Regions from separate parts of the Mus musculus genome. Here all the other regions are linked to region 1. Evidence: chromatin contacts called from public Hi-C and promoter capture Hi-C data. All regions are on one chromosome and are shown on one strand. Each heading gives the region's core, a stretch centred on a gene start, on an enhancer-like site or on the middle of the called end of the contact. The rest is flanking DNA. Distances are from core to core; before and after follow the strand shown. Region 1 holds the start of Lrrc57 (leucine rich repeat containing 57). Region 2 holds the start of Rpusd2 (RNA pseudouridylate synthase domain containing 2). Region 3 holds the start of Vps18 (VPS18 CORVET/HOPS core subunit). Region 4 holds the start of Chp1 (calcineurin-like EF hand protein 1). Region 5 holds the start of Oip5os1 (Opa interacting protein 5, opposite strand 1).

Region 1 (6,244 bases), core at 1,206-3,705:
CTAATTTCTGCAATTCCTCCTAGGATGTAATACTGTCTTTGATTCACTATTTTTCCTGGTAGAGGCAACTTCGATGTCTTCCATTTGGCCTTTCAAAACATAATAGCCCTCACTCCACAAGTCAGGAAACCAATATGGGAATTCTGCCGACTTCTAAGTATATTTATCCCAAATATACATTCTGGAACTGGGGAAATAACTACAGGATAAGTTTGGGAACTCAATGGACCTAACAGTGAGTTGGACTTCAGCCAAAACTCCATTAATCACCTGACCTCCATAAGCATTTAATTTTTGGGCTCATGCTTCCATAAGTTAAGAGTCTATGAGTCTATGACTATCTTGACAGACAGCATGGTTGCAGACAGAAATAGCATGGGAGAAGAAGCTGAGAACTTACGTGTTGAGAGATAAGCATGAGGCCAAAAGAGCCTCCAAGCCCACGCTCAAAGACAAACATCCTCCACCAAGACCACATTTCCTAATATTTCCCAAACAGGTGAAATCCTTCCATCAAATGGGTACTAGGTATTCAAATATATGAGTCTATAGAGGCCATTTTCACTCAAAGCACTACAGTATACATATGATTAAAATCAGATGCTATAGGAAGGAACATGGACACTAGAAGAAAAGAATGTTTGACCTAATCTATCAACCAAAGTAGAGAAACAGGACTGGAAAGAAAGCTGGCTTGGCATTTAAGAGCATTTGTTGTTCTTGCAGAGGACCCAGGTTCAATTCCCAGCAACCACATGGGGGCTTACTCCAGTTCCATGGGGATCCAATGCTTTCTTCTGACCTCCATGGGCAACAGGCATGCACATGATACACATACATTCATATATATATAATAATCATTTACAAAATAAATATATCTTAAAAAAAAAAAGAGTAGAGAACCACTCAAACCATGCCTGTATGTAAACAATTCCTTCCTTTAGAGCTCAGGCTATAACCTGGGACCTTTGTAGTGTTCTGCTTTCAATCTTGATGCTATATCTCTCTATATTCTGTGTTATTCCTTCCCTCAGAATAAAGCTGTTTTCAATTCTTTAGATAAGAGGCCAGGAACCTAAATCTTTCTAGCCCAGACCCCAATAGTAACATAGATTGGGTTAGACTAGCTAGCCAGCAAGCCCCACCTGTATCTGGCCCCTAGCTCTAGGACACGCACCATCACATACTGCTTTTACTTGGGCGTTAGGGATCTAAATTCAGCCCTCCATATGGTTGACACGAGAGACTTGGGAGTCTTAGGAGCTGGAAGCAGGAAGATGGCTCAGTGTTCAAGGCTAGCCTAGGATAGAGTGAGGACACCTCTCCATTAAAAAAAAGGAAACACCTAAAAAGACTAAAAAATCTTCCAGTATCTCTCAGCAAGCTGGAAGAATTAGATCCCATTACCCTCTCCTCTTTGCCATATCATCTTATAAAGTGAGTTAACAGCCAGGCATGGCGGTACACACCTGTAATGCCAGGGATAGTGAGTTACAGACCATCTAGGGCTACACAGCAAGACTCGGTCTCTAAATAAATAGTGCTAAAATAATAAGGGTGAACTGTGATGGCATTACGCTGTGAAAGATTTTGGCCTTTTCTTGGAGGCCCAGCATTGCTTCATACATCACCTGGTTGCTATGAGAACAAAGTTAAGCCCCCAGCCCACAGGAACAAGGTCCGGATGCCCTTTGGCTGACATGTAATCTTACTGTTAATGTTTGAATGACCCAATCCCATACCTTTGTTAAAATTCCTCGCATCCCTATCCCTTTTTCTTTTACAAAAACCCCTAGCTCTGGAGACTCGGGGTCGACTCCCCTGCCTCCTGTGTGAGGTACGTGTCGGCCCAGAGCTCTGCCAATAAAGCCTCGTGTGTATTGCAACAAGAAGGATTCTTGTGTGTTCGTGGGTGCACCCTATCCCTGGACTAGAGTAGGAGTCCCCATATCGGGGGTCCTACAGAAGAACTGTATTAAAGGGTCGCAGCCTTAGGAACACTTGTTCTAGAGGTAGTGTCACTGGAAGAAAAAAAAAGTGGAGCGCTGTTCCATCTCCCACAAACCGTCCTGGGATAACCCGCAGGCACTCAAAACAGAGTGCTCAGTCACTCAGTGCACCAGCCACTCAGTCCCTCACACTCGAAGAACCCACGGGAGTATGGTCACAGTCCTCAGCTGGCTCACTCACGCCCGCATAACCAGGACCACCACCTCACAGCAGAATTCTGTCGCCACCTTGATGACGCCATCGCCGCCCCCACGTACCTTAGTGACTATGCCCGAAGCTACCAAGTGGTTTAGCAGTAACCCAGCTGCAGTCTGCGAGGACGCTGGGTCCCACGGGTTGGCGGCCGCCATGGCTTCCGCACACCTCTGGAACTGGCGCGAGGAGTGAGGGGCAACACCGCGAACAGGCGCGCGGTTTGATGATGTCACAGGGCGTTCCTGCCCGGGCGGAAGCCCTGGGAGCGCGTCTCAGGCGAGCGCGGGTCCCCGGTGTTCCCTGGCGGAGTCTTCTTTGCACTGAGCGGTAGGAGGCGAGTCTCAAGCTCCCTGTTCCGGCAGCAGCTATCGGAGGCTCCCTGGCCCTTAGCTCTGCTGCCAAAGCATCAGGACCTTGTGGTAGCGCTGCCTGCTCGCCTGTTTTCTCCTTGCCACTCTTGGGCTGGCCCCAGGGAAGTAGGGATAGGCAGAAGGTGACAATTGGGACAGGAGACCCAAACGGGAGATTTAGCGACGACTGTATGTCTAGACTAGGCGGTGACAGCTATGCTTCTTTTCCTGCAGGGAACTGAGCCGTGGCGCTAGGATGGGTAACAGTGCTCTCCGTGCTCATGTGGAAACAGCGCAGAAAACTGGTGTCTTTCAGCTTAAAGACCGTGGTCTGACCGAGGTGAGACCTGAGGGGACCGGACCAAGAAACTAAAAGGGCTAGGGTTGGCGGGGTGGCGAAGACTATTGGTGCAGGATTTTTCCAAACTGTGAGCTCCTTTCTCCAGTTCCCCTCAGAGTTGCAGAAGCTGACAAGCAATCTTAGGACCATCGATTTATCCAACAACAAGATTGACAGCCTACCGCCTCTGATAATAGGAAAGTTCACTCTGCTAAAGAGCCTCTCCCTCAACAACAACAAACTGAGTATGGAATTTGTGTCTGGGCAGCTTTTGCTAGTAATCAGCAGTTATGAAGGGTGTTTTTCCTGTTAGATGATTTTTGTTATGAAATCATTTTAGGGGATGCAGAATGTTAGAGTATTGAAGCTTTAATCTCTTGTAATTAAATATAAAAGCCTCTTTGGGTGGTATAATGATTATTACTAGGTTAATTTGGACCTGGAAGACCTTTGGGAATCGATATAAACAGTTATCTAATTTCGGGGCAGGGTGGAATGGGAGGATCTTTTAAACTCCCTCAGATCGTTTTTAGAATACAGCTAAGCAAAAGGAACCCCTTACACACATACACAATTTTCTGCATTTTGATGGCTTCTTAACCTCCCAAACAGTTTGTGAAACCTAAACATGACCTGTGAGAATTCTATGTAAGAAGCCAGACCTGGTGACTTAGACCTACAGTAGCCCCAGCTACTCAGAGGTTGAGGCAGAAAGATCTTAATTTCAAGGCTATCCTAGACAACTTAATGAGATCCTGTCTCAAAAACAAGATGAAGCAGGCTACCATACTGTCTTTTTATAAATGTCATTAATTCTATCGGATTTGTTTTTTAATTTCTTCTTCACCAGCTGTTCTACCTGATGAATTATGCAATCTGAAAAAACTAGAGACACTAAGTCTCAACAACAATCACCTGAGAGAGCTACCATCTACCTTTGGGCAGTTGTCTGCCCTGAAGACGCTGAGCCTCTCTGGGAATCAGCTGGGAGCATTACCCCCCCAGCTTTGTTGCCTGAGACATCTAGATGTAGTAGATCTCTCTAAAAACCAGATTCGGAGTATACCTGACACAGTTGGGGAGCTGCAGGCCATCGAACTCAATCTCAACCAGAACCAGGTCCATACTTTGTGTTGTTTTGCCCCTCTCCCCAGTGTATGTTTGCATTTATGGTCTTCTGATTTCTTGTTCCTTAAACGATAATCATGGAGTTGGAAATTAGAAGCTAAAAGATATATAAGGTGAACTTACTCCAATGCCCAGAATCATGGAGTGGGTTGATAGTGGCTGTGTAATTGTGTTGAAAGTGTTTTGAGGAAGGAGTAACAGGGTGAGATAATTACACACACACACACACAAAATTAAACCTATCGAAGGTTTTACAGATATTTTCTTTTCACACCCATTATTTAGTGAGGAGCCGTGTCAGGGGTGATATAGTGTAGGAATGAGACCTGTACCCATAGGATCTGAGAGTCAGACGTTAGAAATTGTTGAGAAATCCATGTGATAGCTGTTCTGGAGCTACGTTATAATTGGACGACTTTACATGTGAAATGTTTTGAAGCTCCTTGGTTAACATTAGTATGGAGATGGTGCTCTGCTTCAGATATGAGGCACAGTGATGAAACATTTGAGATTCGGTAGCCTTGAGTTTTTAGCATTTATGTATATGTACATTATGCATGTATATTAGCTACTATGTTCATGTTATTACTGTGCTAAATTGTAGTTAGCATAATATTCAGCCTTTGAGGTTGGTTTTGTCTTTTTCCTGAGATTTCTAGGAAAGAACTGTCATTGGTATTCGTTGAATAATTCCACATTCCCTACTACTAGACCAGTTTCTCAGACCTTACTTGGATAACCTGGGGACCTTAAGGTCACCTAAGTGTTTGATTCAGTACGTGAGAAGTCTAAGAATCTGCAGAATCTGCATTTTCTGTAAGTTCCTAGGTGATGGTTTGAGATGCAGGTAGTCAACAGAATTTAGTGACCAGAATTTAGTTTTAGTGAAAACTGTAGATACACAGCTGTATTCGAGATTAGTACACAGGACTGTTGATACAGATTTTGAAGTCACAAGTGAAATGGTTTTAAGAATGATTGTTTTCTAGAAGGTTCTAAATGTTAAATAGGAAGCATTAGGAATTTATTTCTGCTTGAATATAATTATAAAGAAATAAAAAGGGTGGTGGTGATGCATGCCTTTCATCCCAACACTCAGGAGGCAGAGGCAGGGAGATCTCTTAAGTTAGAGGCAAACTTGGTTTACAGAGCAAGTTCAAGGCCAGTGCTTCAGAGAAATTCTGTCTCAAAAAAACAAAAAGAAAGCAAACAACAAAAAATGACACCCCCAAAAAATTTTCAGGAAAAATTCAGAAGTCATGCACTAGAGGGAGCCTCAAGAAATGGGTAGTCCAGGCAGATGCTGCAGTGTGGGAAGCATGACTTTGGCTTCAGCAGAGTGGTAGGTATCAAGATGTTCATGTGGTTGTTTCTGAGTGGCAGCTTGCTGGTAAGCTTTTCCCTTAAACTTACATTATTTCCTACAATAAATACACAGTGCTTTTATTATTGGTTTTTATTTCTGAAAAGCTACTGGTAACCTTCAAATAATTTGGAAGTGGAGGAGTAACAGAAGGTATGTTACAGGCTTCTGTGCGAGTAGGTAGTGAGAAAACGGAGGCGGTAAAAGAAAAACTAGGACACAGTCAAGAGCTGTTTCAGTGTAGTAACGTGGCCATTATGCTCTCTGTCCTCTTACTGTTTGGTTGTTGACAGATCTCTCAGCTCTCTGTGAAGATATCCTGCTGTCCTCGCCTCAAGGTCCTCCGGCTGGAAGAGAACTGCCTTGAGCTCAGCATGCTTCCACAGAGCATCCTCAGTGACTCCCAAATCTGCCTGCTTGCTGTGGAAGGCAATCTCTTTGAAATAAAGAAACTTCGAGAACTAGAGGGTTATGATAAGGTGTGTATTAACATCTTTTACATTTTTAGTGCCTGCTCCAGAGAAAAAACTAATGAGATTAAACTTAAGTGATGTCTACAGTTAGCATTTGACAAGTTTGTTTTGGAGGTAGCTCTAAGACTTGGCCAGACTGTATTGTGCCAAGTGACTTTCTCCACATATTGATTATCGCACTGCATCTTTTGATGTTTCCTAGCCAAAAAAAAGAGGCAAAAATTAATGAATTTAAGTAGATTTTGCCAGGTTTGGAGCAGGGTTTTAATCCTAGCACTTGGGAGGCAGAGGCAGGCAGATCTGAGTCCAAGGCCAGCCCAGGGCTACATAGTGAGATTCTGCCTTGAAAAGGAGTTAGTTTTGTATGAAATTAATCAAGTCAAAT
Region 2 (6,244 bases), core at 2,677-5,176, 1.6 Mb after region 1:
AGACGTACTCAAAGTCTGGCCCTTTATAGCGGAGGGCATGCAGGAACATTACGAGATCCTGGGGCAAGGGATCCTGTCGCAACACTCGGCACTCGGCACAGAGCGGGTCTGTTTCTTGAGTCACATCTGCTTTAGCTGCCTTCTCTGGTGTGTCCAGATGCTGAGGGGCTGCCTCAGCTATTCCATCTATCTTCTGGGCTGCTGTAGCCAACCCTTCCAGGCTGTCTTTAGCCAACTCTGAAGAGGGAGCTGTCGAGTCTATGAGCCCTGGCGTCAGGTCACTCTCACAGAGATCTAGCATACTCAGGCTTTCTTTGGCCTGATGTTCTGCAACCAGGTCTCGGAGCAGTTCCTCGTCTGTCTTTGGAATGTGGCCACCCTGGCCTCGAGAAGGACCCCAGGCAGTTGAATTGTAGATGGGGTCATTGAGAATCGGGTGGCCCAGGAATTGGAGGTGGACTCGGATCTGGTGAGTGCGACCTGTAAGTGGTCGGCACTGTACCACACTGGAGCGGCCATTGTAGCTCAGCCTCTGGAACACAGTCTCACAAGGCTTGCCCCGGGGATCCACACGGCACACTCCTACCTTGTAAGACACCACTAAGATGGGTTCCTTACAAATTACCTCCTTGTCAGGGAACTCCCCTGCAACCCGGCATACATACTCCTTCTCCAGCTGCACAGGAGGAAAGGGGAAAAAGTCAGTCCAAAGTGAATACAGAGTCTAAATCCTCTCTTCAGGTACACCAGTGTATCTGAGAGAGGAAGATTCAAATTCTAACACCAGCGTTGTCAGTTTCACCACCTGGGTAAGTTACTTAAACTCTATACATCCCATATCTCATCTAGAAAGTATGAAGTCAGGGCAATGGCTCCACAGTTAGGATCACCTGCTGCTCTCCCAGAGGACCTGGGTTCAGTTCCTAGCATCTACATGGTGGCTCACAACCATCCCTAACTCCAGTTCCAGGAGAGCTGTTCTCATTCTAACCTCTGCAGGGGCATGTGTGCACGCGCGTGCGCAAACGAACACACACACATACACATACACATGCAGAACACTCATATAAACTAAAATGAATACATAATAGAAATTCTTTTAAAAAGAAAATATGAACTGAGAAAACATTTACCTCACGGGGCTACCATAAGCGTTTCATAAATTGGGTTCTAATGTGTTGGGGATTAAGTCTGGCGTGTGCTCAATGAGCGAATTATGATCCAGATGCAGAGCATAATCACCACCAGTAAGAATCTTACTTGCACCTCTTTCAACTTTATCCTACTAAGTGAGCTCTCTTCAAAATCTTAACAATGTTTAATGTTTCCAGAACAGCAAACTACCAGGGCCATCTCCAAAGCCCTTCTGAAGCATACAGGATAGCTGTCTTTGGAACTTCAGGTGCTGAGCCTCCTCAAAAGAGGAAGGTTGTAGATGCCCCTCAATCTACTTTATGATTCCTCTGTGTTCCAGTGTACAGCAGGCAAAAGCCTGACTCACCTGCCGATCCCGAACCTGCTCATGGATCTTCTCCGAGACTGCAGCTGTCTTCGCAAACATGAGCACTCCTGAGGTGAGGCGGTCCAGCCGATGCAGTGGGTGTAGCTCTTTCAGTTGGTGCTCCTTGCCTAGGATGAAGATGACCGTGTTGTGTCGGAAGCGGCCACAGGGGTGCACAGGAATGGAGGACGGCTTGTCTATAACAACCACATCGTTGTTCTCAGCTAGCAGGTGGATAGGCTCTGCTGTGACTGGTGGCTCATGTCTGTGCACTGTGTTCCGCAAGAAATCATTGTCCTGTCAAAAACATACGCAACATCAGCCTGGGACCAGCAACCTATAGATAGTCAGTCACCCCAGCTCCTCAGTTCCTTACTGACACAGAGGAACGGTCACAGTAAAGCCTTCAATAGAAAAAGAAGTGGGTGTAGTAAGATCTCATTTTGTAAAAATATACACAGGCATACAGCTAGTTTTGAAAAATATACAAAGTTGATTGAATTTCTTGGTGGTGAGAATGAGTATTTTTGCTTCTTTATATACTCTTTACAATAAAGTTGTATTTTAAGATTTTTCATTACATTCATTTATGTGTGTACATGCATAACAGCGGCACACGCAGAGACAAGAGGTTGTGAGTCTTAGTGGCAAGGACCTTTACCTACTGAACATCTCACCATCCTGACAGAAATATATTTGAAAGTAAATGTCTTTTAAATAGAGAGACAACCTCTACTAGTTACGAACAAACAACACAAGTTCAGAGCTCTAGGCTCTACACACAGATTTGATACAAGCTCACTACATACTCTTGGGCAAGTCATTTTAACGCCTCTAGGACTTGGTTTAAAAACCTATGGTTTTCAAAATCTGTATGGGGAAGGTTATTTCCAAATCCTGAAATTCTCCTTTTCTCCTTACAATCTCTGTGAGCCAGTGTTAATGATAGTAGTCTCACTGAATTTAAAAAAAAAAAAAAAAGGCTGGAGAGATGGCTCGGTGGTTAAGAGCACTGACTGTTCTTCCAGAGGTCCTGAGTTCAATTCCCAGCAACCACACGGTGGCTCCCAACTATCTGAAATGGGATCTGATGCCCTCTTCTGGTGTGTCTGAAGACAGCTGCAGTGTACTAAAATAAAATAAATAAATCAAAACAAAACACCTGCCTAGTATCTATCCCTGACTTCCTAATTCTATACACATGGGAAACGAGTTTCAGTGTTAATATGAGCGCACACTTTGGGAATCGTACTGTTGCCTTACTTTGAGGTTCAGTTTGGTCACAAAGGGGAGAAGAAGCAATGCAAACTCCCCAAAGTTGCCACTTGAGTTTAATGTTAGAGTGCACAAAACGCTTAACTTTGTTCCTGATACAGTTAAGAACACATAAATGAGGTCTCTATTATTATTTGTACAGAGATATATCATGCAGGGTAGAAAGTAGGCAGTGCCCTTGCCACAAGGCAGATATTAAAGGAACATGAGAATTTCCATTTTGTTTGTTGGAAACAAACAGCCTTGCTGGCAAGGATGATCAGGTTAAGTTCTGGAGCGTGGGAAGGCTATCTAACCTACTTGGGGCTGTGGGAAGCGGGGACTAAAAGAGCACCAAGAGAAAATGAGATTGTTTCTGAATTACCATCACTTTACTCCCATACTTATAAGGTGTGTCTGAGAAAACAAACAAACAAAAAAAATCCCAAAACCTTCCCTCCTTTTCTCAAAGCTAGTTCCATCAGACACCACCTTGAGCACGATGCTGAGGTCCTGGACTGGTTCCTCGTTGAGATGCAGGCGTCCTGCCCGGACAGCGGCCTCGTAGTAAGACAGTGGCTGGGATCGGAACTCGGTGCTGAAGACGTGCAACAAGCTGCGGCCCACCCAGCGACCTTTACAGTAGGTCTGGAAGTCAAAGTAATAGGGCCGCACCTTGCGCAGGCCGCCCTCGAAGTAGTAGGTAGTCTCTGCGAAGTGCTCATCGCTAAAGCTCACCCCGGTGCGCCGTTTCTTCGGAGGCGGCACGACCCGTTCCCCAGTGGCGCCCCTCCGCTTTTTCCTCTTGCCTGAGTCGGCGACTGGAGCTGGGGTCTGCTCTCCGTTGCTCGGGAGCTGCCCTTCGCCTCCCTGGGCCTGGTCCCCGCTCTCCGGGACCTGCTTCCCTACCGCCGCCGGCTCCAGGCGCTCCAGGAGCGGCTCTCCGCTCGTGTTGCTACCAGCATCTCCATTTGGCTGAACCAAAGCCTTCAGCCCGCCCGCTGCCTCGGCTTGCGCAGACAGTGCCTCAGTCATCGCCTTCCCACAGCTACCCCAAGTCCGGACAAAGCTGTGGGACCAGAGCGCCACCTGCCACTGCACAATGTCCCGTAGGCAGCCCGGGACACCCCGCCACATGACAGCACGGCTAGCCGCTTCAGGGTCGCAATCTGATGGCGTCACAAGGTAACAACCAATCAGGAAGATCCCAGTACAGAGGCGGGTTTGCAAGAAGGGAAAAGTGAGTTGTTTTCAGAGTTAGGTGTCTGAGGAAGTCCTTGCTTGGAGTACCCTTATGCCCAAGGTCACAGGTAGACTCATTGAAGAGATCAGATGGTATTTCCTAAAGGAAATCTTCGGGAGTGCTCCACATAAAAGACTTGAATGGAGATGATGGTACACATTTCAAATAGATAAGCGCTATTTTCCTGGGTCTGTAAAAAACGCCTAAAAGTGTACTTAAAAGAGGCAGAGCCCGCAAGGTATCGCACACCTGTAGCTCAGAAGGAGCATCAGGAGTTTCAGTTCTATGGTTATTCAAGAGTGTGTCTCAAAATAAAAGCAGACAAGCAAAAGAATAGTAATTATTATTGTTTTAAAAAACGAATACAAGGCAAACAAGCAGGAAAAAAGTACCAATCAGAATGAAAGTTGCTACAGCTATGACTGTATTAGTACCAATTTGTCTACTTTGCTTTTACTTTTGAGGGACAGTGTTGGAGAATCCTAGAGTATCAAGCACTCGTTCATTTAAGTATACCCAGTACTGCTATTGTATGACTTAAAGGCTGCATATTATAGTATGTTACATACCTTGATAAAGCTATTATTATATATATTATATATTACATATTATATATAATTGTATATGTACATATGTATTATAGACATACTCCCCAGAAGCAATTTTTTTCACACCTGCCCTTCCTGCTAACAGCATGAAAAGAACTAGAGATTGCCTATTTGACTTCCATGAACTCTTATCCAGAACCACTTGCACATTAGAACTTCAAATGGATCAAAATTTTATTGCCAAGGTCTTATGTGTGTATGTGTGTGCCAGTTGCATGCACTTGTATGTATGAGTGTGTGCAAAGGTGAGAGGTCAACCTCAGATGACCTTTCTCTGGTGCCGTCCATTTTGTTTAATGAGACAGGGCCTCTCACAAGCATGTACTGCAATGCCCACCTTTTTAATGTCGGTTCTGGGGATCGAACTGAGGTCTATGTTGCATGACAAGCACTTTACCAACTGAGCCTAGCCCTTCCTTTATCTCCCTAGCCTGCTAGGGTTCTTAAATGCAAAATGCTGAAAACTGCACTGGCTAACTTCATCAGAGCAGGGATTACTGGGAGGATGTTAGTACTTCATAGGATTCATAAAAGAGTTGAAGTATAGACTGAGGAAAGAGACCAAATCAAGGCAAGCAAGGCCTCTGAAAACTATCTGTTGCTGGAGAAGAACCCCACTTGGGATGCTGCCACTGTGAGACTTGCTGCTGTGCCAATTACTCTTTGCCCCCACAACCCTTTGTCCCTTGAAAATCACTAAATATATCAGTCTCTTTGTGATCCTATCTCAAGATCTGGAATCCTACAAGGGAGCCAAACTTCCAAGAGGGACTAAATCTGTCTTTATTTTACAGAGTGCCTGGCAATAGTCAGTAATCCCATTATTCTTCACAGTGGGATTTCTCCAAAAAATGTAAATATTTGATTGCTAGTGTCTAAAAACAGGACAAGTGTCTAGTCCAGTTCAAGTATGTGAGCATGAACTTTCTCATGGGCGTTTACTATACAAAATGTTAATGTTGGCTTAGACTATTCTTATGCATTAGCCTTCTGGAGAAGATCAAGAGATGATTTTTATCTAAATGCTTCTATATATCAAAAGTCCCACAAAGGGAGGTGGACATAGGAGGACCAGAATTGTTAGGTCATCTTTGACTAAATAGAGAGTTCAAAGTTATAAACAAAAATTTCTGGGGGGAGGATATGGGGGACTTTTGGGATAGCATTGGAAATGTAAATGAGGAAAATACCTAATTAAAAATAAAAAGGTATTCAGACAATGAAAAAAAAAAGTCTCACCAAATGAAGTGAAGGACAGAAGATGTCCGTGTGGTTTTACTACAGATCAGACTGAGATACCTGAAGCTGTAGAAATCTTTATGCTGAATGCCAGATTCCTAATTACCTGCTTTTTAAAACAGAGGTTGGATTTTACACTGGCTGTGAATACCATAGAGCAGAAGTGCTTAAAAAAGAAAACACTATCTCTTGAGCATGTTGCCTTATTAAGAAATTTACATTGAGGGCTGGTTTGCACCTTTTAACTGGAGATATGACAGAGAGAGAGAAGACAGAGAGAGAGAGAGAGACAGAGACAGAGACAGACAGAGAAAGACAAATAGAGACAAAGTTAGGGAGAGAAAAAGAAGAAACTTACAACGAGGGTAGCATTTTATCCAGAGAAACTTATACATCAGC
Region 3 (6,244 bases), core at 2,219-4,718, 1.3 Mb after region 1:
TCCTTTTTTTTTTTTGAGCCATTCTCTCTCTGTGTAGCCCTGGCTGTCCTGGAACTCACTAGCTTCGAAATCCCAGAGTTCTGCCTGCCTCTGCCTCTTGAGTGCTGGGATTAAAGGCGTGCACCACCACTGTCTGGCCTGGCGTCTGAATGTTTTGCCTGCCTGCATGTATGTATGTGTACCATGCACCCATCCCATGGAAGTCAGAAGAAGGTGGCTGCCCTGGAACGGGAGTTACAGATAGTTGTGAGTCACCGTGTGGGCACTGGAAATTGAATTCAGGGCCTCCACAAGAGCAACCAGCGCTCTTAACTGATGAGCACTCTCTCTGTCCCATTTTTTTTTTTTTTTTTTGAGGCAGACAGAATCTCATGTAAACTGAGCTGGCCTAGATCTTCCTGTGTAGCCTAGGGTGACCCTGGATTTCTGATTCTGCTGCCTCTACTCCCAAAGTACATTTCTGGGGCTGGTGAGACGACCCAGCAGGTCAAGGTTCTCGACTCCGCACCTGATGTCTGAGTTTGATCCCTGTGCTCCATGTGTTAGAAGGAGGTAAAGGGCCTGGAGAGATGCCTCATTGGTCAAGAGCACTTCATTCTTTTTTGTTTGTTTGCTTTGTTTCGAGACAGGGTTTCTCTGTGCCCTGGCTGACCTGAAACTAGTTCTGTGTATCAGTCTGGCCTTAAACTCTGAGATCCGCCTGACAAGTATTCGGAGTTAAAGATGTGTGTGTACTACTACACCCAGAATAGAATATAATTTAAATATTCATCTTATTTAATTGTGTGTGTGTATGTGTTCTCGCGCATGTAAGCAAATTCCAGCCCACTGTATTTTTTGGGATAGGGGTCTCCCACTGAATCCAGAGCTCACCAATTTGGCCAGACTGGCTAGCCTGCAAGTTCCCGAGACTCACTTGTCTCTAATGCACTCCAGAGCTGGGGTTACATATTTGCCGGAGTGCAGCTTTTTACATGGGTTCTGGGGATCTGAAATTGGGTTCTCACACTTACAAAGAAAGCTCTTTCCTGGCTGACCATCCCTGAAGTTCTTGCTGGGTGCACTGCTTGTGGGCTTTGTATACACTCGCCTTTCTTATAAATTGTCATCTTACTCGTTTCTAAGAGGTTTGTTCCTTTTTTCGTTTGTCTGAGACAGGGGTCTCACTATGCAGCACAGCGCTGGCTCCCAATCTTCCTCTGTCAGCCTCCCGAGTGCTAAGACTACAGGCATGTGCCACACACTTAAGTCTGATTGTTTAAAACAGGCTCTCCAAACTTACAATGAAGCCAAGGATGACCTTGAACTTGAGATCCTCCTGCCTCCACCTCCCAAGCACTGTGTGCACCACCATACCCGGGTTCTGCTATGCTGAGTATCTAATCAAGGACTGAGCGTGCTCTGCAAGAACTCTCCCAACAGAACTCCAGCCTCACTTATCTACAGCATTTCATTTGCAGTGCCGGGAATCAAACCCAAGGCCTCAGGAATGCCAGGTACTCTATCACTGGGCCACAATCCCAACACCCGTTGTTCTAATAACTATTCGTGCTGGGATTCATCCTTGTGGGACAGAGGTCTAACTGTCTTATTCCAGATGGCTTATCCCAAATGATAAACAACGCTGTCAACACTTTTGGCAAATAGCGGACATACTTCAGGATTCCAGACTGTCCCAATGATCTGTGTGGCTAACTCTGGGAGGCTGAGAGCACCTTTCCCCCTGTTGAAAGACCAGAATGATTAGCTGACTCGTTCAACAGCATGGGTGGAATCTGAACATAGTTCTCTCTGATCTTCAGCCACCACACTGGTTCTCTTTGGGAAGGAATAGTGCATCTCCTGAAAAGCTATTGTGTCATTTGCTAAGTATGGAAAAAGACCCTAGTCAGCTAAAAGTCTCCAAAGATACTACCGGAGCAGTGTATCCTTGCCCAGGCTCATGCAGAGCTGATTGCAGGAGACCACGAGGCTAGTGATCCGCTCCGAGGGGGTGAAGTCAACCCGCTGCTTGGTGAAGATGGGCACCTCCTTCTCCAGGTGGGCACTTACATACCCTATAGGTGGGGAAGACAAGAGAAAAAGGCGTCCAGAGGGGGGTGAGGCACCCAGAAACCCAGAGAAACCCCAGTGTTAGCTGATACTTCTGCTTCCCAAGTATATTCCTACCCACAGGGTCTTGGTTCATAAAGAGTTCAACATGAAATAGTTTTCTGGTTGTCTTTATTGGAAGGGTCCTGGGCTCTTCCCACACTTGTGACAGTAGTAAGGGATTGGTTCTCTGTGCCTGAGATGAGGTTGTATCATGATATGCACGTTCCCAGTGGTAACGGGGGTGGGGGGAGACAGTACAGGGAGGATGGTTTTGGCATTCTCCCTTATGGTCTTTGGCCAAGAGAAACTAAAGTCCCTTCCTTGCTGTCCACACAGTATGGTTCAGTGAGTCTCCATTGTATGTAGAGAGTTCTGGGAACCCAGTCCTATCAGTCCAGTTCATAGGCTACAGTTGCTTTCTCGATAGTCCGCTGCAATATCATCATAGTGTGGGTAACCCTGCGCTGCTCTCCTACACTCTAAACTGCAGCCAGCTTTACCCCGGGACAATCATCTCCATTGTTCCTGTTCAGTAACAAAATTCCCTTTTGGATCGACCCTCCTTCACTTATAACATTCACGTTCCACCAAGTTCAGTGCTCATTCTGCCTCCTCTGCTACCTCAAGATGAAGTCTGGTGGGAACGAACACATACACAGACTCCAAAAGCTTTAAAAAAAATCCATAGAACAAGACACAGAAGCCTGGAACCTATATTCAGTTCTCCCAACTGCAGCCTATAGACAAAAGTAACAAGTACTTCCTTATCTGAGCCCAAGTTCCCTCTTTTGAAGGACCTTTGAGTTAAGGCCTAGATCACGAGGCTGTTCCTGTGGCTCTTTCAAACTTCGACCAATGACAAGCTGGGCAAGACAAGAAAGGCCTGGGGCTTAGATCCTAAACACACGCTGCAAGCTCTAGAGCTTCTCTCCCCCGTAAATGCTACCATAACAGAAAGGGGCAGAGGCGGCCTCTTCTAACTTACCAGAATGGGGGATGCCCACGCTAGGGCAACCAGTCTGCAAGACGGCCGAGCGGGACAATGAGTCCTCGTACTCATCCAGGATGGACGCCATGGCAATCAAGTTCTGGATCTCTGATCTGGGGGCTGGGGGTCACAACTGGGACCCCGGTCGTCCTGGATTTGCAAGTTGTGCTTCCCCAGCGTCTGACAGATCCTGAGAACCTTTTAAAAATTCTGGGGCCCTTTTCGCTTTCTCTGTGAAGGACGAGACGATCGAGGAGCCCCAACTAGTCCATGGCGCAGCTTTGCACCCCAGCTCCAGTCCCAAGAGATTATAGGCTCCCCTTAGCAGATCCCAGGTAATCACAACCTCGCCCAGGCAGCTCAGCTGACTCCCGCCCCCGTGACGCGTGCTTATGACGTGCTTCCGGGTTTTTCAGCCGCGAGTGTTAACTGGAGTCCTGGGCACCTGAGCCTCCACAAGGAGGCGTTGTCGGAGACTCGGCGCGGCGGGGGAGGAGCGCTTGCGGGCCACCCTGCTGCTGCAGTTCCTCATGTTGGCGCTAGGAGGCAGCCCGGGATTTCCCAGCGGCGTCCAGTAACAGGCTTGCGCGGATCCTAGGCTTCCGCAGCTCAGACTTCACTCCCTCAGACTGTCACTGAAAGGCCGGCGGTGCTCCTCCATCTGTCACACTACCTCCTGTTCCTCAATCGAATTGCTGCCTCAGTCCACCTTCACAGGCACAGGCAGAACAGTCTGAGTGTCCCTTCTTTCACCCCAGGGCCCCCTAGCTTCCAGAGGAAGTAGCTGAATGGGTCACAAGTGTGGCTCAGTGGTGCATAAGCACCTTGCCCAGCGGGTATAAGACCTGGATTTTTTTTTTTTTTCCTTACACCGCAAAAAGAAAACCATACAAAATTTAATCTCCAGCAGTGGGAAGGCTGAGGCAGGAGGATTACTAAGGACTGGGCTACAGACCCCCAGAAAACAAAACAGAAAGAAATTGACAACGCAATGGCCAGGTTAAGTAAGCTGCCTCATAGTAGCTCCTTAGTGTAGGGGGAGAGGCAAGGGTCACCGGGAAAACTGAAGCAGGCTACTTCCAGGCACTCTATACGTTGAGTGATGTTGACTGTCCTTGTCTAGCATGTGGGAAGCCTTAGGATCAAGCCCTAGTATCAGAAAAAGAAAAGGGGGTTATATATAGTCTTCAGGAAAGTCACGAGCGAAACCCTATAAGCCGTGTAATGGGGTGGAGAGGAAGCGGGGCTGGCCTTGGGCAGACTGTGGAAGCTATCGTGTGATCCACTGGAGGCTATAACTGGGGATAAGATCTGATGTTGGTACTGGGAAGCAGGTGTTTGAAAAGGACATGAGACCTGAGGCAGAAGACAGGCCTTATGTATCCATCCGGGAGAGAGAGAGCTGGGAAGTGGGAGACCATCTCAGAGGAAGGCACCAGAGACCTAGTGACAGGTTAGGTATGGCAGGCAGATGAAGGAGAGTGTGGGGACAGCTGGAGACCTGGCTGGTGGGAACAGAGGAGGAGCCAAATGAGAGGGGGTGGAGGTCACATGACTGAGCTCAGGGCACTGCTAGGGAACTTACTGGGGAACCCCAGCTTTACCTGTAACCTGCTCCAGGGCAGTCACCAATAACTAACTAGTGAATGTTTATTAGACATTTGCATAAACGAACTCTCTCATGGCTCAGTTTCTACATTTATAAAATGAGAAAAAAAAAATCTCTTAACGGTGTGCGGACAGTCGGATGTTATACAAATCACTGAGTGGTGAGTTTGTGTTTAAATATTACTAGTATTTAATAGCGGATTGTTGACTAAATTAAGATCCAGACCCGAAGAATCAAACCCAGCGCCTCACAGATACTGTGTGAGTGCTACATCGTGGGCTCCATCCTCAGCCTTGGATTTGCTGTTGAATTGAAAAGGTTTAGATTTTAATGAAATTGGAGACTATGGATCTAGCTTACTTGGCAGACAAGAGGGTTTGTTTAGTTTCATAGGATGAGGCCCTCAGCACAGCACAGAACTAGGTATGGTGACTATGGTCCCAGCAGTCAGGAAGTGGGAATAGGAGGGTTAGAATCTCAAGGTCAAAATTATAAAAGAAGCCGGGCAGTGGTGGGGCACGCCTTTAATCCCAGCACTCAGGAGGCAGAGGCAGGTGGATTTCTGAGTTCGAGGCCAGCCTGGTCTACAGAGTCAGTTCCAGGACAGCCAGGGCTACACAGAGAAACCCTGTCTCGGAAAAAAAAAAAAACAATAAATAAATATAGATAATAAATAAATAAATAAATAAATAAATAAATAAATAAATAAATAAAATTATAAGAGAATAAGAGAGAGCAGTGGGGGGGGCATGTTATAGTAGCATACATACTAAAAGATTGAAACAATACAGAGAAGGTTAGCATAGGCCCCTGTGCTTGGAAATTCTTGAAGCATTCAATTTTAAGAAAGAAAAAGAAAAAGGAAGGAAGGAAGAAAGGAAGGAAGGAAGGAAGGAAGAAAGAAAGAAAGAAAGAAAGAAAGAAAGAAAGAAAGAAAGAAAGAAAGAGAGAGAGAAAGAAAGAAAAAGAAAGAGAGAGAGAGAGAGAGAGAGAAAGAAAGAAAGAAAGAAAGAAAGAAAGAAAGAAAGAAAGAAAGAAAGAAAGAAAGAAAGAAAGGTAGGTAAAATTTTTAAAGAGGAAGAAAAAGTTCATCTTTGACTGTAAGAACAAAGTAGAGGCCAGCCTAGGCTGCATGAAGCCTTATTTCAAAACCAGGGAGGGCTGGGGAGATAGCTCCGTGGGTAAAGTGCTTGCTGAGGAAGGAGTCACAGCAGCCACATTAAGGCAGGTATCTGGCAGGGTAAGGTGACACACACCTTTGACCCCAACAGAGTGATTAAAACAACAAAGCAAGCCTCTGAAACCCCAGCACTGCTGTGAGACAAGACAGGTGACTCCCAGCACCGACTGACCAGCCAATCTAACAATGAGGGAGTTCCAGGCCCAGGGAAGAATCTGTTTAAAAATAGAGTTGCCAGGCAGTGGTGGGGCACACCTTTAATCCCACGCAGGCAGATCTCTGTGAGTTCCAGGTCAGCCTGTTCTACAGAGTGAGTTCCAGGACAGCCAGGGAAACCCTGTCATCGAAAAGCAAAAGCAAAATAAATAATTAA
Region 4 (6,244 bases), core at 2,101-4,600, 1.1 Mb after region 1:
CGGGCGTGGTGGCGCATGCCTTTACTCCCAGCACTCGGGAGGCAGAGGCAGGCGGATTTCTGAGTTCAAGGCCAGCCTGGTCTACAAAGTGAGTTCCAGGACAGCCAGGGCTACACAGAGAAACCTTGTCTCGAAAAACCAAAAAAAAAAAAAAAAAAAAAAAATCAAAAAATAAAAAATAAAACCCCTGGAAATTAAAAAAAAAAAAAAAAAAAAAAGAATGGTTAGCAACTACATGACAATAATACCAGCAGCATGCTAAGGACCTTTTTTCATTTCTCAGGGTAAGAAGTCTAAAAAGTAAGTTATTATTACTAATTCTGTTTTATATATGATGAAAGTTGTGTTCTTACTCAGAATTACTTTTCCTAGTATTTAGTGGCTAAGTATTAAATTGCAGCTCCATTGGCCTTGTGTGTACACACTCACACACACACAGTTTTTTTTTTAAAGATGTTTCTATGTGTAGCCCTGGCTGTCCTGGAACTTGCTCTGTAGACCAGGCTGGCCTTGAACTCAAGAAATCTGCCTGCCTCTGCCTCCCTAATACTAGGATCACAGGCATTTTAGGAGTGTTGCACACATCTTTAGTCCCTGTCCTTTTGAGGCTGAAGTAATAGGATCTCATTTGAAGTCAGTCTGGGCTTATCAAAAGAGGAGAAAAAAAGAAGAGGAGGAAGAAAAGGAGGATGAAGAAAAGAAGAAGGAAAAAGAAGGAGAAGGAGGAAGAGGAGGAGAAGAAATCGGGTGGAAGGAAGATGGAGAGGAGGTGGGGGAGGGGAAAGAGGAGGAAGAGGAGGAGGAGGGAAGGGAGGAGAGGGGAAAGGGGAGGGGGAGGAAGAAGAGGAGGAGGAGAAGGAGGAGAAGGAGAAGAAGAAACAAATCTCTGCTACCTAGAGATTTGATGGGTCCTACTTAAATACACTGATGGCTCAATTCCTAAGGTAGAGGAATGGCATTGTAGCTAAGTAGGGTGTAACAGTTGCTGAAAGCCACCGAAACACTCTATGTTAATTTATCAAAAATTAATCCATTCATGCATCAAAACCCAATTCCTATACCCTACAAAGCCAGCTCATAGACTCTCTTCCCTAAATTCTGAAGGTGGATGCTGTACGTTTTTAGCTTCCTTATGCCCTGATGCTAATCACAACTTGTCTCTGGCTTATCTCCCTGGCCAGGTTGTGGGTGTCTTGTTACCATCTGCTCTCAATGTCTAGCATAGTATTAAACAGGCACTGGGAAAACTCACTTTTTGTTTCATTAGGTTTTCCCAATCAATATATACAGTGGTTTTGCTGGGAATTTAGGGTATCTTTGTCATATTTGAGTTACTGTTGGGTAACCAGGATAATAGTTCTTACATGATCACTTAGGTTTGTCCATGAGTCACAAGGAAAAACAACTCAGTCCTACACCCAGGACTAATGAAATTGGAATGACATCACTGTCCCATTCATTCTGAAAAGAAAACAGCTTTTCCTCAATTAAGCATGGTGGCTCATACTTATATTCCCAGCACTTGGGGGGGCTGAAGCAAGAGGACTGTCATGAGTTTGAAACCAGCCTGGGCTATGTAGTGAATTTTTCTGTTTGTCTTGTTTTGTGTTGTATTTTGTTTTTCATGACAGAGTTTCCCTCTGTAGCCCTAGCTATCTTGGAGCCTGTTATGTAGATCAGGCTGATCTCAAATTCTGCTCCCTTTGGAGTGTTGGGATTAAAGGTATGGACACCACCAGGCCCAGTTTATGTAGTGAATTCTAAGCAAGTCTGGGCTACAAGGTAAGATCTTGTATCAAAAAACAAAAGAAAACAAAACAATAGCTTGCTCCATACTCACTATACTTCCCCATGACGTGACTCTGGGCTTTAAACATAATCAGAGAGAAGTCATTACATTTACAAGTAGGGTCAGAGGTAAAAGCTTGCTAAATCCAACTGTGTGCATTTTTACTCATGGAATCCTTAAGCGTGACTGGCCAAACTCTATAAAAAGCTAAGTATTCTCTGTCATTCACTCAAAATTGGCCACATATTAGTAAGGGATTAAAAGCAAAGCAACCTGACAGGGGGTGGGGCTAGACCACATCTCTTTCAACCTGAATACTCTAGAAAGTTTAACTTGTCAGACAGCCAGAACAACTTGTCATTTACCCAAGGACTCATTCCTGGAGAATTCCGTAGTTCCCTGTACTCCTTGGCACGATCTGCCACTGGGTTATTTGCTCACATTATCATCAAAGACAGGTACCATGAAGACATGGCTTACGAAAATCAAAGAGAGCCGCAAAGGATCACTGAGAAAGCATTGTAGCCATACAATTGTATCATACACTACCAAGGGCCTTTCAAAGGTATGGAGGTGTTTTCTGTGCTTCTCAATTCCCAAAGCCCTGTTGCTCCTTTGTTCAGGTTAACAAGGAAGAAACTAGAGTATGTATGTTTCTGGTACAAATTCACAGATTTTGGAGTACATCCAATTTCAATATCAATTGCATAAAGTACAGCAACACAGCAGATATCAATATATATAAAAATAGGACAAATGTCTTCACTGTGTCTTTAAACCTTGACCACTATACCCGTGGCTTTTCTCCAACGATTCAGATTTAAAAGCCTCACTCGGGTTTTTGGACTCTTGATTGCTTAGAGGTCTTCAGTTCCTGGTCACAAGCCTTTCTCTATGATCTTCTTTGTTGAGTTTTTCCCTGTGTGTGATTTTAGTAGTTTTAGCTCTTGCTCAGAAACCTCATTAGGATGTATAACGTTTTCTCCAGGAACCATTCACATTTCCTGGATTTGCTTCTACTTTATCTACTGTTCAGGATGCTTCTGTAGGAGGAACCATAAGGAAGAAAATTCGCGGACCTTCACGGGCAAGAGTGGAGTGGTGGTGTCTGTGCTCGAGATTCCGGGCTTTTGAGCAAGACAGCACCGGAGGAACCACATCCCGGCTCCAAGAAGCTACAGATGAACGTACAGGTATTCTAGCCTTCGGTTACCCAAAGCACCGGAGGCTGCATGGGACCATCCCAACAAAGTCACCGCACCCCAGATCAAGCCCTCAGCGACGACCGCTGTCAGTACTGAGGCCAGCCGAAGGCGCCGGGCCGCCTTCCCACCCCCAACCCGAACTCACAGCCAGTCTCCTTCTTGATCTCCTCGAGCTCTTCGTCCCGCAATAACGTGGAGGCCCGAGACCCCATCACCGTGACGGGAGCTCCTCCGGGAGCGGCAGCGCCAGAAGCAGCAGCGGCAGAAGGGAAGGAGGGAGGGAAGGGCCAGGGGTCAAGAAGGGAGAGGGCACTGTTTCTCTTGCGGCCCGGGGAGAGAAACAAGGGGTGGAGCGCGGGGGAGGGCGGCCCGACACCAGCCAATCGGGAGCGAGGCCGCGCCCTGCGCAGGCGCTAACGTCAAAGCTTGGCTCTCGAGCCCGGAATGAATCAGCCCGGAGGCTGCGGGAGTCCGAAGGGAAGCAGGCCCCGCCCCGCGGAACCAGGGCAGCCGCCGGACTTAAAGCGGCGATACCGCTGTGGCGCTAGGGACTGCACTTAAAAGGGCAGTGCGGTCTCGCCACTGTGTTCGAACAAACCAGAGGCAAACTCACTAGGGTAGCCAGCAGGTTTTTCACAGGACTCAGGTACCAGGAGTCCCACCCTACAGGTGACGGAGACTCAGGAGAGAAACCAAACCCACGAAACGAGGGACAAAACCCTAAGGTGGATCCCCAGAGTAGTGCAGTGCACTCTTTCTTGCTCGCTCTCCATCTCTCTGTATCTCTCTATCTCTTTTTCTCCCTCCTTTCTCCTCTCCTCTCCTCTCACTCTCACTCCCCTGGTCCTAAGAATAGGGAGTCCACAGCCACTGTGGCCCAGCACGCCTAGAGACTGCATCTTTCCTGCGCTCCTCCCCCCGGCCGCAGGGGGCGCTGAGAGCCGCCTGGGGTTTGCATGGCTCCTGGCAGCATCTTTTCTGCTCTCTCTACCCCGGCCGCAGGGGGCGCTGGGAATGGGCTCGAGGCTGCGCGCTGATTGGCTCCTCCGGAAAGAGGCAAGTAATTCACCCGGAGGGCGAGGGCGTGGTCGGCTCTGCGGCTTCAGTGGCTGGCGTTGAGAACTTTTTTGCGTCAAAGCTGTGCCGGGATAACTCCCAGAATTTTTTTTTTTTTTAACAGTAGTCCCTCGTTAGTTTAAGGAACTCACCATTTGACTAGAATTAAGGTCGGAATTTCTCAAACTCCTTTGCTGTGGGGACAGAGGACCCTGAAGGTGAGAAAGATTGTGACCGAGCACGGTTTATTTATTTGGATTTTTTCTTGTCTTAAAAATTAGGATTTTTAAGCCTGGCCAAGACTAGTCAGGGCTTTTCTGGAAAAGAGAATCATTTCTCCACTTCTAGAAAGGGTTTTACAGGCTCAGGCTGTCCTGAGCATAAACTCCTAATTCTCCCATGAGTGGCAAATCTTTAAACAGGATTTCCCAATATTGCCTAGGCTGGGCTCAACTTGCATCTTTCCTGCTTTCACCTAACAACTGCTGGCTTACGGTTTAAAAATCCGAATTTTTTTTCTTTTTGGTTTTTCGAGACAGGGTTTCTCTGTGTAGCCCTGGCTGATCTGGAACTCAGTATGTACATCAGGCTGGTCTTTAAGTTAACAGAGATCCACCTGCCTCTGCCTTCCAAGAGCTGGGATCAAAGCCAGGTGCATTTTATTCTTCTGGTATTTTGTTTGTGCTGATGAAAAAGCTGAAAGCTGCATGTTAGTGTACACCCTCTCAAGTGAAGCCTTAGTTTTCCTGTAGCTTCACGAGTCTGATCCCTTCACTCCTTGGTTTAGAACCAGCTTACTACCTAGATATCGTAGCACCTTTCTCAACTCACCTTAGACTACTAGCTTCAAAGTTACTCGGGCTGAGTCCTGCAAGGCCTCCCTGCCCACTAAATTTCTAGTCTGACTCAGTTGTTTTCCTAATTATCCCTGGTTAACTTACCCATTGAGATCATAACTGTGGTATGGAAATCTTGAGGTCAGATGTATACATAATCCCATTCTCAGTTGGCCTGGAAGCTCATCTCTTCATCCTGACCTTTTTTTCCTTCCTAATTTTTATTTATTTATTTTAAAGATTTATTTATTTATTATATGTAAGTACACTGCAGCTGTCTTCAGACACTCAGAAGAGGGCGTCAAATCTCATTCTAGATGGTTGTGAACCACCATGTAGTTGCTGGAATTTGAACACAGGGCCTTCGGAAGAACAGTCAGTGCTCTTAACCGCTGAGCCATCTCTCCAGTACCCCCTTCCTAATTTTTAATCTGTCTTTAGGGCTATATTCAATTAAACCCTCTGTTAGACCTGGTACCTGATAATCTATAATTGCAGCACTGAGGACGCAAAGGCAGAAGTTACCTTTTGAATTTCAAGGCCAACATGATCTAGATAGGGCATTCCAGACCAGCCAGGGCTACTTGCGGAAACCCTGTCTAAATATAAACAGTAGCAAAAAATTCTTTGCTATGCATGTTCTTTTTTCCTGATTTGTTGTAACCTTTAAGAATAGTATTTGTGTGTTCAAGTGAGAGGTAGGGGTGTGTGTGTGTGTGTGAGATATTCTCACCAGTGGAGGTTAGAAGAGGGCATCCGATCCCCTGCAGCTGGAGTTAGAGGGCTTGAGCCACCAAGTGTGGGTGCTAGAAAATACCAAACTTAGGTCCCCTGGAAGAGCAGAAAGCAACCCTAACTGCTGGGTTAACCATTTAGCCTATCTTTAACTTACTTCCCAAGCATTTCACTTTGAATTCATTTTCAATTTTGGAAATTCTAGCCTGACAGATGTGAGTCTACCTAAGTCACAGAACTGTCGAAATGGCTCCGTGTAAGAGGGATTTGCTGCTCAAGCATGAAACCTGAAGTCAGATCCCAGCACCCACTTAGAAAGCTGGGCATGGCTGCACACAGACCTGTAACCCTAGTACTGTGCAGAGTAGTTGGCCCAGTCTTGACTCCAACCTTGTCTCAAAGGCATGGAAGGGAGTGAAAGAACTCTGTTGTTTGCTTAGCTGTATACTGGCTTCTGGATGCTGCAAGAATCCTACCTTAAAGTATATAGATATAGCAGGGGGCGTGTTTCACTGAGGGAAATGCTTGCCTCGCGTTCCCAAGACCCCAGGAATCCTTCACTGGAAAAGAACTATAAAGTGTATGTTACTTCCCTGGTTACAGATGCTCTGTACCTTTCTACT
Region 5 (6,244 bases), core at 1,692-4,191, 1.0 Mb after region 1:
GACTTCTACATCTGGATCCACAGGCAGCAGTAGGAGACTGTCATCTAGGCCTCGATGGAGCACAGGAAACCTCAGAACTGGCCTCCACAATGACTCACGTCCTCCAACAAGGCGACACCTCCAATAGTGTCACTCTCTCTGAGTCTATGGGGGCCATCTCCTTGCATGCACCAAACATAGAGTGCTTGGTGTTCAAATAAGTTTGCATCCCAGTTCCTAATGTTAAAAAGCTTCAACAACGATTGCACATAAGCCCTGTGCTGGCAAGCAGCAGATGGCAGGGCTGACTAATTTGCCAGTCTAGCCAAAACTGGTTAGCTCCAGATTTAGTAACACAACCTTCTCACAAAATAAGGTGAGGAGCACATGAGGAAGGCAACTGGCATCGACTTCCGGCCTCCAGAGCACACTCTAACACATATGCTCATGCATGCACACAAAGTTAATGCTTAGCAACATTTATTTTTTAATCAGTTTATATTCAATTTAATTAAATCTGCATGTTTTCTGTACACAGTGAAAGTTATTGGTTGAGTGATTTATCATCTGACACACTGTAACTGCTTTGGTTAAAAAACAAAATAGAAGCCAGGTGTGTGTGTGTATACACATGTGCACATATAGATAATAATTCTCAATAACTAGGTCTTGTGGGTTTTATTTATTAACACAAATGTCTTGCTACCCAGAATAGCCCAGATTAGCTTCAAACTCTCAATCCTCACCTCAGTTCCCCAGGTCCCAAGAGCTGGGCATAAAGGTGAGCCATGGTAGCTGGCTTGTACTCATTTTTATCTTCATCTTCTGTTGCTCTTAACAGTTTAGTATGTCGCTTCTATGGAGCCTTTCAAGCCGCTACAACAGGACTTGGGATGATTATCTCTATCTACTTACGTGCCAAGTCCTGAGTTCAGAATGTTGAGCTGAATATAAAAGCACCTAAGGTCAGGAAAATATTCATCTTGTGTGATATGGTTCCTAAAAATAAAAAGAACATAAAGATAAGTGTCTTGGCTTCTTTTTTATCACTGTGATAAAACACTATGTCCAAGGTAATTCTTAAAAAAAAGAAAACATTTTTTTACACTCACATCTCTAACAGCAAGCAGGAGGCAGAGGGAGACCTAGCAGGGCTGGCTCTGAGTCTTTGAACCCTCAAAGCCTGACGCCAGTGAAACACACCTTTAACAAGCCTAGACCTCCTAATTCTTTCCAAAAAGTTCCACCTACTGTGGCCCAAGTATTCAAACATACGAGCCTATGGGGGCATCTTCATTCAAACCAAAGCAAGGATCTACATATCCTTTACTGATACTACAGGTATTAAGTATACAAAGATATTCCAACCAATCTATTCTAAAAAAATTCACTCTCATAAGTATTCTAAAGGAATAATCATAATGTCACTTTCTGTACACCTCTAGTGGAATTAGTGTTTAAACAATAACATTTTTGGAGAAGTTCTGAAGCTTTATGCAACTCTGAGTTTATGATACTGTATATGATACTGTAGTCTCTCTGGAGGGGCGAGAAACTGTAACTCCGCAGAAAACCTCCCGTAATGTAGAGCTGTCTTTTAGTGGAAAGCAAACGACTTTCTCTTTTTTAAGATGAGGAAGGATGTTATATTCCCTTCCTCTGGCTCATACCTATTTTTTTCTACTTGTGGATCATATTAAAAAGAAAAACTACTTGTGCTAAAGGGGAGGGGTTTTGTTTTTTGGTTTTTTTTTCACCCCCTAAGCAAGTGCTTCCTGCTTCAGCTCTGCTAAGTCTAGGGCTAACAAAAACCATATAATCTATCACAAACATTCACTCACATTATGATTTTTCCATTTGAACTGGCTCTCACTAATATGCCAGTTTATTTCTGAAACAAGGTTTTGATAGATGTAAATTTCTGGCCCTGAGCACCAACACACGCAGCAAATGTCTCCCCGATCCAGAATTCAGAAGCAAAGACTTTCCGAGAATTTAGCTGAATACCAATAAAAGTAAGGGGGCTCCCAATTACAAAGAGATAAAATTAAATAAGAATCAAATATAAATATCTTGTTAGTACTACACTGTCACCAGTGTACACCAACTACACAAATGAGATTCCAGCAGTACTTCCAGAACTATAGTTCTAAAAAAACGAAAAGAAAAGCATCGTAAGCCGTTTCCCTTGATCCTGGGTAAGAAATCAACATAGGTGAATTCCACTGAGACCCGTTTGCCGAAACTAATGCGCCATAAGGGCATTATCAGGACGTCCAAGGACAAAGCTGCTTACTACGGTCATAAAAGTTTGGCAGGGGCGAGTATGAGGTAAAGGCTGCAAGAGTCTATCTGTAATACACATACTCAAATGAAAATACCAGAGGGAGCCTCTTACAGCAAATCTCAAGGTCAACGCGCCAGGGACACAAAATGCCCAGAGCTGCAACAGGCCTGTCAACCTCAACCGGTGACGCCTTCGGTAAAGGGTCAAACAATACAGAGATAGTCTTAGAAAAATAAAAGGGAGGTGCACACAGCGGCTTCCCGATACGGCCGGCGTACGTGCAACTCAGAGAACCAGGGCAAAGCACGCAGCGGCCAAAGCGAAGGGCGCAAGGAAGGGCGTGGAGCGCTGGTAAGGGAAGGACGCGGCCACATACCCGGAGGCGGCGGAGCCGACCGGACGCGGCTGCGAATGCAAAGCCCTGTCAGGCCCAGGCCTCGCCGGCTCCCTCATTAGGCTCGCCGCTACCCCGTCCCGAGTTGTGCCGCCCCACCGGCTGCTCGTCTCCCGATAGACAGACGGACTTCTCAGCTCACCTCACACGGTCCAGCACAAGTACTCCGCTTCTCACGGGAGGCCTGCCCCGGGCCCGCAGGCCAGCTGCCCGGGGCACGCCTCACTCCGCCATCTTCGCTCCTTCCCCTGTCCGCCAACCCAGGGGCGGAGGCGCGAAAGGCTCCGCCCCGCCTCCGAGTGATGATTGGACAGCACCTTGCTCGCGCGCTCTTTTTCCATCGCGGATTGGCTGGGAAGTACTTCAATCAATCCCTCTCTCTGGTTCTATTTTTTGTTGTTGGAGCTTAGTGCTCCAGTTGAAGTTAAGGAGGAAAAGGGTTGTTGTAATTCACTTGAGGAAAAACATTCCGCACGGAGGCAGTCTCACTTTTTAGTAAGATAGCACTACAAGGCCAAATGACTATTTTAAATTATCGTTACTGTAAAAATATACTGTTACTAGTAATTCCTCTCTTGGCTAAAGGATTTTTATACCCGGACTAACACTACACCCAGAGGAACAATTTCATGGTGTCAGTTCTTCTGACTTTGACCCACTTGAGAGAATGTTGCCTGCTGTTTAAAGGTCAATACAGTAGCGTAGTTTTCCTCACCTTAAAAGGGCCTGCCCGCTGCCTGAGAAAATGTTAAACTGCATTTGTTGTTTGTTCCAGTTGTAGGATTTAGAGATCCTTTAGCGGTATTTCCAGGAGAGGTAGTGAAGGCAATAGTGTGACTCTTCCAGGTGATGACACACGTTCTTCTGGATAAGCAGTGCTTCCTAAATGACGGGGTTATCACTAGGCCATTTATTAAATCCAAATTTCTATGCTTCCCTCTGTGATAAGGATGCTATGCCATACAAAGACAAAACACAGTTGTCTATTGAATCTATTGGCTAATAAAATAATAATAATAATAATAATTACATTATTCGTTATTATTATTAGAATGTTAGAACCTATTGAATAATAATAAATTCACAAGCTACATTGATTTATTGGCTGCAACTGGCCATCAGCCTTGATTTCCCTTTATAGCTGGGCTGGTGACAGAGACCTTGTGTATCCCAGGCTGGCCTCAAATTGCAATGTAACAGAATTACCACACTGGTTATGTCCTGAATCTCAAGTGAGCAACAATGTCCTCCATCCAAAGACAGGTTCTTTGAGTGTTAGCTACTATCAGATCACACATCACTGCACCGTATGTCTCTGTGTATGAATAGGCACACTGTATATCTGTATATACTTAGACTACAGAAGGCCTGCAAAGGATTACACAAACCTCTGTGTTCAGTGAGGTTTTACTACATCCAGACAGAGCTGATATAAATGGGAAAAGTCACCACAGTTAGATATTGATGAACTCATTTAGAAAGACACAGAGTATTGAAGCTAGCTGAGGGGTCCAGGTGAGTGTCAACGGAGGAATATGGTGAGGTGCAGGACTGAGTAGGGACAGACAGATGCACAGACAACAGTAATCCAAAGGAGCGATATCAAGCAATGAGGCCTGGGCTAAGCCGAAGGGCTGCCCAAAGAACCAGCAGAAACAGTCTTGTCCCTCCTCAACTCACTTAAGCAGGGGTTCAGGTGACACTGCAGGGCTGTTACCATCAAACCATGGTGCTATGTCTTTCCTATTTATATGGGGTATAGGTGAGGAATTCTCCTGCCTGAGGTGTATGTGTGTGTGCTCACATGTAGTGAAAACTCAGACTGCATGCATATTAGACAAGCACTTATCAGAGCTATATCTGTTTAATACACCCATATCCATTTTTTTCATGTATTTTGATTTGATATATTTTTAGATTAAATTTATGTAAATTATTTTGCCTGTGATTATGCATGTACATGTACCACACACTTGCTTAGTGCCTGAGGAGGTATCAGATCCCAAGGATCTGGAGTCAGGGATCATTGTGAGTCACCATGGCAGGGCTAAGACTCATGCCTGGGTGGGTCCCTACATGAGCAAGAAGGACTCTAACTGCTGGGCCATCTCTAGCACGTACTTCAAGCTTCTAGCAATCCTCCCACCTTGGCCACCTCAATCCCAACTCATTTGGTTAAGTTTATAGTTTTTATTTTTCTTGAAAATTTTTACTTTTAAGAATTGGGGCTGGGGTAGTGGTGGTGCACACCTTTAAACCAGCACTCAGGAGGCAGAGGCAAGCAGATTTCTATGAGTTTGAGGCCATCCTGGTCAACAGAGTGGCATTCCAGAATAGCTGAGACCATATAAACAAACCATGTCCCCTCATCACCCCACACCCAAAATTGAGGCTGAAGAATACCACACAGTCTTAATTATTGTAGCACTGTACTAAGTATAACTTTTTTGTTTTGTTTTTTTAAGACAGGGTTTCTCAAGCTGGAGAGATGGCTTGGTGGTTAAGAGCACTGACTGCTCTTTCAGAGGTCCTGAGTTCAATTCCCAGCAATCACATTGTGACTCACAAACATCTGTAATGGGACTCAATGCCCTCTTCTGGTGTGTCTGAAGACAGGGATAGTGTACTTGTATACATAAAATAAATAAATAAATCTTAAAGAAAAAAAAAAAAGAGTTTCTCTGTGTAGCCCTAACTGTCTTAGAACTTGCATTGTAGACCAGGCTGGCCTCCAACTCACAGAGATCTGCCTGCCTCTTCCTTCCAAGTGCTAGGCTTAAAGACATGTGCCACCACCGCCAGGCTGTAAGTAAATCTTGAAATTGATTTCCCCAGTACTGTTAACTCTGGTTTTCTACATTTTTTTGTATATGGTATTCAACTATAATCCAACTGATTTTCTTTCATTTTAACCTTACAAATAATATCAGTAACACTGTGTCCAGGCCATTGATCTGATACATACCTACTTTTGTTTAATCACTTTTTTTGAAGACTGGATCTTCTGTAGCAAAGCCAACCTGGAAGGGCTAGAGATGACTCAATGGTTAAGCGTACTGTCTGTTCTTACAGAGGACATCTCATTTCCCAGCAGCTAAGTGCTGGCTCAAAACCATCTGGAACTACTGTTCCAGAGGACAGGAGCCTCTTCTGGCCACCACAGACATTGCATGCACATGGTAGACAAATGTACATGCAGGCACTCACTCACACACATAAAAAGAAATAAATTTTAAAAGACGATCATGAAGTGCTGATGCCCCTGCCTTCATCTCCCATGCTGAGACGTGTGCCAGCATACCTGGCTTCATACAGTGTTGGGTCTGGAACCTAGAACTCTGCATGTTAAGCAAGCATTCTATCTACCAAGCTGTGTCCTCAGCCCTATTTATTTTCTATTTTAAAATTAATTTTGAAATGCGCTGGTTAGTTCTGTCAACTTGACACATCTAGAGTTACCTGGGATGAGGTAACCTCGAGTGAAGAATTGCCTCCATCAGGTTGGCTTGTGCACATGTCTGTAGGGACATTACCTTTATTAATGACTGATGTGGGAGGGCCCGGCTCATTGTGTATGGTGTCTT

What was found. Promoter capture Hi-C pulls out the DNA fragments that hold promoters and counts their contacts. Hi-C and Micro-C count contacts between places; a contact is called where the count stands out from the background. Capture Hi-C pulls out chosen DNA fragments and counts their contacts.
Region 2: a contact with region 1 is called in a promoter capture Hi-C map of adipose tissue, with 2.8 times the contacts expected there. The contact joins the promoter of Rpusd2 here to the promoter of Lrrc57 in region 1. A contact is called at or near these places in 1 of 484 Hi-C or Micro-C datasets (CD4 T cells) and 2 of 9 other capture datasets (adipose tissue and liver).
Region 3: a promoter capture Hi-C map of liver shows a contact between it and region 1, with 3 times the contacts expected there. The contact joins the promoter of Vps18 here to the promoter of Lrrc57 in region 1. A contact is called at or near these places in 1 of 484 Hi-C or Micro-C datasets (memory CD8 T cells) and 2 of 9 other capture datasets (adipose tissue and liver).
Region 4: a contact with region 1 is called in a Hi-C map of B cells, with 7 read pairs. The contact joins the promoter of Chp1 here to the promoter of Lrrc57 in region 1. A contact is called at or near these places in 1 of 39 promoter capture datasets (pre-B cells) and 1 of 484 Hi-C or Micro-C datasets (B cells).
Region 5: a contact with region 1 is called in a promoter capture Hi-C map of liver, with 3 times the contacts expected there. The contact joins the promoter of Oip5os1 here to the promoter of Lrrc57 in region 1. A contact is called at or near these places in 2 of 39 promoter capture datasets (hippocampal neurons and liver) and 2 of 9 other capture datasets (liver and macrophages).

What each region holds. Positions count from the first base shown.
Region 1 is chr2:120,605,569-120,611,812 of GRCm38.p6, reverse strand. Lrrc57 (leucine rich repeat containing 57) reads left to right here and starts at 2,455. Exons shown (of 6, transcript NM_001159612.1): 1 at 2,455-2,698; 2 at 2,790-2,895; 3 at 3,002-3,140; 4 at 3,746-4,014; 5 at 5,680-5,865. The coding sequence starts at 2,812. It overlaps Haus2 (HAUS augmin-like complex, subunit 2), which reads right to left and starts at 2,431. Exons shown (of 6, transcript NM_025475.3): 1 at 2,268-2,431. The coding sequence starts at 2,360.
Region 2 is chr2:119,032,472-119,038,715 of GRCm38.p6, reverse strand. Rpusd2 (RNA pseudouridylate synthase domain containing 2) reads right to left here and starts at 3,926. Exons shown (of 3, transcript NM_173450.3): 1 at 3,248-3,926; 2 at 1,502-1,798; 3 at 1-676. The coding sequence starts at 3,892.
Region 3 is chr2:119,285,966-119,292,209 of GRCm38.p6, reverse strand. It overlaps Vps18 (VPS18 CORVET/HOPS core subunit), which reads right to left and starts at 3,468. Exons shown (of 5, transcript NM_172269.3): 1 at 3,080-3,468; 2 at 1,916-2,057. The coding sequence starts at 3,170.
Region 4 is chr2:119,544,813-119,551,056 of GRCm38.p6, reverse strand. It overlaps Chp1 (calcineurin-like EF hand protein 1), which reads right to left and starts at 3,350. Exons shown (of 7, transcript NM_019769.3): 1 at 3,140-3,350. The coding sequence starts at 3,206. It overlaps Exd1 (exonuclease 3'-5' domain containing 1), which reads left to right and starts at 3,430. Exons shown (of 13, transcript NM_172857.2): 1 at 3,430-4,050; 2 at 4,175-4,268.
Region 5 is chr2:119,590,993-119,597,236 of GRCm38.p6, reverse strand. Oip5os1 (Opa interacting protein 5, opposite strand 1) reads right to left here and starts at 2,941. Exons shown (of 3, transcript NR_027832.1): 1 at 2,803-2,941; 2 at 895-978.